2 separate regions of the Macaca mulatta genome follow, and region 2 is linked to region 1. The links are chromatin contacts, called in public Hi-C maps. All regions are on one chromosome and are shown on one strand. The core of a region is the stretch at or near the end of the contact, and the rest is flanking DNA. Distances in the headings are between cores, read along the strand shown.

Region 1 (2,906 bases), core at 47-2,546:
TGCATGGAGGAGGGGCGGGTTTGGGGGGAAAGAAAGGAGTAAGAAGTGGGGGTGCACAAGAGCCGGTAGCTACAGCCATAAGAAATAATCACACATTTGCTTCTAGAATTCCCCATAGAATAGAAACTCCATCCAATTTTCCCATCCCTGGGGAGGTGTAGGCATGTTTATTACAGCGCTATGAGGGATTCATCCACTCCACACTCCCCATTGCCCTAGCCCCCTTTCTCCGACCCCCGTCCCAGCCAAATCAGACCATTTTTTCTTTCCCGTTATTTGCTGAAGGTTCAACTTCTCTTAGAGCCTTCTAATTATGCGTATATACATATAGGCTGATAATTTTTAGTTTAGGCTGAGAAATGCAGGCTAAATCAGTCTGCTACATTAGATAGTGAACGTCTGGATGATGTGGACCCCCTTCTCCTATTGCTTAAAGGACAATCTGTTGTAAAATGCTATGGAATCTTTCCTCTCCGCTTAACATCTTTGTGCCCCAGAAGCACCATCTGTAAATGGGGATAATTTTCCTATCTCTTCCCATGGTTACGTAATTTTTAAATCTCACACATGAGGACCAAACGACAAGCATAATCTCATTAAATTCTCAATAAGAAGGTATTATTATGGAGATTGCATGTGAAAATACTTTGTAATGTAGAAAGAGTCGTCTGGCTGTGAGTTATTATCATGGGGATATCTTCCTTACCTGGCTGTTGTGAGGATGAAACGAGATGCCGACCTGAAAGCGTTTTACGTGCTATCAAGCATTTTACAGAAACCACGTGATAGGCTACTAATTACCCACCGTACACCACCTGACCCACCATGAGGCCTCGGTAAATGCTGGTTGGAGTGGAGGAGTTTAAGTCTCGCCTGTTCCTTTCAGTCTTCCAATCACAAAGTAATCTCGGCGCCGCCGGGGGCCAAGACACAAATCTGGGAACCTCAGCCTAGACGGAGGAGGGTGCGGAGTCCCGGGAGAGGGGGTAGGAACAATAGGGTACTTCAGTGCGGGGCTTCGGACGCAGGGCCCGAGGAGCGGCCAGCTGGGGTGTCCTGGGAGCTCCCCTCCCCAGGTCTGGGGTGTGCACGGAGAGGGTCCGGAGCCTGCTCAGCATTCCCCGGGAGGGATCCGGACCCTGGTCCCCTGGGCTCGTGCTCCCCAGCGCCCCAGCTCCCTTGCTCACGCCACACGGGCAGCGACAAAGCCCCGCCCGCCCGCTCAGGTAGGCCGTCCGCGCCAGCCAATTCACAACAAGCCCGGGCGGGGAAGGCGGTGCTTCCCTGGTCGGAAGTGACGTGCTGGCTTGGCTGGCTGTGGAGTCGGCCGAAGCTCTCGGCGGCGGCTGAGCCAGCTGAGGGGAAAAATGGCTCGGACTGTGGCGGCTTCGGCGGCTCAGGTTGTAGTAGAGGCGGAGGCTCAGGCAGCTTGAGGTGAGGAGCGGTCGGTGCGGCTGGGGACGATATTCGGGATCCTGCTCTGCGAGGGTGGAGAGGGGCCCCGGGGTTCCCGGGCTGGAAGGGTCTCTTGTCGCGGCCCCCAGTGCCTTGGGTGCCCGCGTCTGACCCTCCATCCCGTGCTCTTGGCGCTGCCCAGCCCGACTCCCCTCCCTCCGGGCCTTACTTCCCCGCAGGCCGTCGGCAAGTGCTGCGCTGGAGGTGCTAGGAGCCCGCGTCCCCACCAGGCCCCTCTTGTCGGGAGCGGAGGTGCGCCTGGGAGTTAGTTTTGTCCCACAGAAGGAGGGCAGGCCCCCTGGCCCGCCGGCCCCCCCTCCCCAGCCTTGTCCCGCGGGACCGGGCTGGAGCCGCAGTGGCCGGTCCTATTCTCTTGGCGGATTGTTCTGGCGAGTGTGTGTGTTGCACTTCTCAGTGACGGCCCCTTCTTTCACCTCCTGTCCCATCTCTGGCTCTGGGGGCCAAGGATACTTTTTCTTCTCCCCGGGCCCCCCACTCCCACCGCGTTGCTTGTGGCTGCGAATCCACTTGCTTTGGGAAGACTTTTCTTTCAGTGTGTATTTAGCGCATCATCCTTCTGAGAGAGCGGTCAGATTAAAAAATACTAGCTTAACTCTTCCTGAGGGACGGAGGAATAATAAATAATTGAAAAAAAAGGCACATACTTATTTTCCTCACTGAATTTTTGCCTTTAAAAACGAGATTCTCTAGCTGTGGAATTATTTTGCGGGGGGCGGGGAGGAGGGATTGAGGAGGGAAATGAGGAAGGAGAAACTAAGGAGAAAAGTCTGGAGATGAACGTGGAAGAGAGAGCCTGTTGTGGTTCTTTTCCTATACTGGCCTGATATAAATTGAGGTTATAATTATATTCTTATTTTGAACAGTGGGGGTTTGAATTAAGTGAAACGAAGGAGGCCTTCCTCTTTGAACAAGATTAGTTATTAAAGAAATGTCCTGAAATCTTTCCTAGTGGGTTTCAGGCAGAAAAGCTCTATTGGGAAAATTTTTAAATATATTGTAGCATCAAAGGCCACAGCATAGAAGAGATGCAAGAAGAAAGCTGTTTGCAGGGGAATGGTGAAGACATAGTAGAAAGGGGGAAGGCTGCACAGAAGTCCAGGAACTAATTCCAGGAGAGACTTTGTACCTTTGCCTCCTTGGCTTATGGTTCAAGTCTCCACAAGAGACTCCTTTAGCAGCTCTGCCATAGTTGGGGTTGGTGCTCTTTTTTTTTTTTTTTTTTTTTTTTTTTAATTTACATGGGGTCTCACTGTGTTAGCCAGGCTGGTCTACCATGCCCAGCAGAATGGTCCTTTTTTTTTTTTTTTTTTTTAATTTGATCTAACCCTCTCTGGACAGGATGGTGCTGTTATTCACAGTAGCAAATTAGACGAAAGGACCCTAGTTGAGGTATACAAATTTTATATTTATTTTTATGCAAGATATTTGTT
Region 2 (2,700 bases), core at 85-2,584, 120 kb after region 1:
TTTTTTTTTTTTTTTTTTTAAGACAGAGTGTTGCTCTGTTGCCCAGGTTGGCGCGCCGTGGTGCTATCTCGGCTCACCGCAATCTCCTTCACGGCTCCAGCGATTCTCCAGCCTCAGCCTCCTTCGTAGCTGGAACCAAAGGCACCAGCCAGCACGCCCGGCTAATTTTTTGTATTTATCGAGACGGCGTTTCGCCATGTTGCCCAGGCTAGGTCTGTCTTAAAAGAGCTTCTTCCGGCCAGGCGCGGTGGCTCACGCCTGTAATCCCAGCACTTTGGAAGGCCGAGGCGGGCGGATCACCTGAGGTCAAGAGTTCAAGGCCAGCCTGACCAACATGGAAAAACCCATCTCTACTAAAAATACAAAATTAGCTGGGCGTGGTGGCGCATGCCTGTGATCCCAGCTACTCAGGAGGTTGAGACAGGAGAATCGCTTGAACCCGGGAGGCGGAGGTTATGGCAAGCCGAGATCGCGCCATTGCACTACAGCCTGGGAGTCAAGAGCGAAACTCCGTCTCAAAAAAAAAAAAAAAAAAGCTATTTCCTTGACGGTTCCTTTTTCCCAGGAAATTCAAATGCCTCATTTTATCCCTCATCCTCTTGGCCTTTGCAATCTTGCTCCCAAGGCTCTTCCCTGCCCACCAACTGTCTCACTTGGGAACACGGCTCCGTAAGCCTCTGCCCAACCCTTCTCCCCAGACAGTCCAGCGCCCCAAAGCCCTGCGCAGGGGAATTCGAGTGCGGAGGGCGGCAGGCATCCGCGGGGACCTGGTTCAACTCCTTAGACCGTTTCTTCACCGTCAGTGACTCTCCCGTGACAGATAAGAGTAGGATTTAGAAATGAGAAATGGAAGCGCCGGCTGGGGGGTAGCTGCAGCCATGGCTTCCCGTGTGGTCATCACATGCTATTGTATCTGTTATTTCATTAGGCGCAGGGCCGACTCTGAGGTATCTAGTTCCAGGGCAAAGCCAGGCACTGGTGAATGAGCAAACACCTGTGTATGGCTGATTCTTCTAGCCCTACCTGCTCCATGCCCACCCACAGCGCAGCATTCGAATCTTTATGATCTCGGAGTCCGAAGTAGGGAATTTCAACGCAAGCTGCTGTCAGCCTCAAATTCCCGCTCTGGCCACAAGGCTGATCAAAGACCGATGCATGCCGGGATGAGGCCCGGCCGACTGACGAATCGCTTGCGACGCTGAAATGCATTTCGGGAGATGTAGTCACACAGACGACGGTGACTGCGCAGCGTAGCTCCGCCTCCTGCGTGCGAGGAAGCGTGGACGTGTGAGGTCACTTCCTGCGTGTTGGGTGGCTTCCTACGGCGTTTGCATCCTCGCTCTCCTTTCGCTGCCTGACTGCCGCCATCATGGGTCGCATGCATGCTCCCGGGTGAGCTCGGGGCATCGAACCGGATTGCTGGGCGGGTGTGGGAGGAAGAGAGGGAGTGTGGGCAGCGGGCCGAGGGGATGATGTTCTGGGCTGCTCAGGCACGAGCCGACACCTCACTTAGAGACTGCTTCTCTCCCCAGGAAGGGCCTGTCCCAGTCGGCTTTGCCCTATCGACGCAGCGTCCCCACTGTAAGTAGCGCGCTGGGACCGGGGAGAATCCGAGGAGGGGGGTGGCATTTGTCTCGGGTGAAGCGACGCCGGGGTGAGGAACTTGCGTGTATGAGGAGCGCGGTTTTGCGGGTGGAGAGGGCGCTGTGCTTAGGCGGCATTCCTGGGTTCTCATCTTAAGGTTGCTTTCTATTCCATAACAGTGGTTGAAGTTGACATCTGACGACGTGAAGGAGCAGATTTACAAACTGGCCAAGAAGGGCCTGACTCCTTCACAAATCGGTGAGTGTTTGTGTAGCCTCTTTCGCCTGTCCTCGTGTGACTTGTAGGATCTAGTAGGTGGTAACGTTATTTTAAAAATCGCAAAAACTATGGTCTCGGCACCGTGCTACAGGCATCATTGTAAGCACTTTACGTGTACTGATCTCGTTTAATTCTGACCACAATACTTTGAAATAAATCTTCGTGGCTTTCCCCCCAGTTTACAGTTGAGGATCCAGAGGCACAGTGCAGCTGGATACTAACCAGCCCCAAATCACACAGCTCTCAAGTGGAGGAGTTGGAATTGGCTAAGCAGAGTGCCTGATACAGTTCTTCACAGTTAGGTGTGGTTTGAATCTCAGTTGCATGTGACTTCGTGCAAGTGGCTTCATTCAGCAAATGTTTGCCTTCTGTGTGCTGAACATGGTTCTGGGGCCTGAGAATATACTAGCCTCCTACTCCCCCGCCCAAAAAAGCCAGCGGCAATGTGCCTGTATTTCCAGATACAGGTGCAAAGGTGGGAGGATCACTTGAGCCCAGAAGTCCTAGGCTGCAGTGAGCTATGATGAAGCCACTGCACTCCTGGGTGACAGAGAGGCGCCACCTTTTTTTTTTTCTTCTTTTTTTTTTGAGACAGAGGCTTGCTCTTGTCGCCCATCCTGGAGTGCAGTGGCACGATCTCAGCTCACTGCAACCTCCACCTCCTGGATTCAAGCGATTCTCCTGCCTCAGCCTCCCGCATAGCTGGGATTACACGCACCCACCACCAGGCCTGGCGAATTTGTGTGTTTTTTTGTTTTTGTTTGAGACGGATTCTCACTCTGTCGCCCAGGCTGGAGTGCAGTGGCACGATCTCGGCTCACTGCAACCTCTACCTCC

Evidence for each region. Hi-C and Micro-C count contacts between places; a contact is called where the count stands out from the background.
Region 2: a contact with region 1 is called in a Hi-C map of fetal cortex germinal zone, with 2.7 times the contacts expected there. The contact joins the promoter of RPS13 here to the promoter of PIK3C2A in region 1. A contact is called at or near these places in 3 of 14 Hi-C or Micro-C datasets (cortical neurons, fetal cortex germinal zone and liver).

Annotation. Positions count from the first base shown.
Region 1 is chr14:48,258,740-48,261,645 of T2T-MMU8v2.0, forward strand. PIK3C2A (phosphatidylinositol-4-phosphate 3-kinase catalytic subunit type 2 alpha) reads left to right here and starts at 1,297. Exons shown (of 34, transcript XM_077963183.1): 1 at 1,297-1,434.
Region 2 is chr14:48,383,569-48,386,268 of T2T-MMU8v2.0, forward strand. RPS13 (ribosomal protein S13) reads left to right here and starts at 1,335. Exons shown (of 6, transcript NM_001265917.1): 1 at 1,335-1,392; 2 at 1,533-1,581; 3 at 1,764-1,842. The coding sequence starts at 1,370.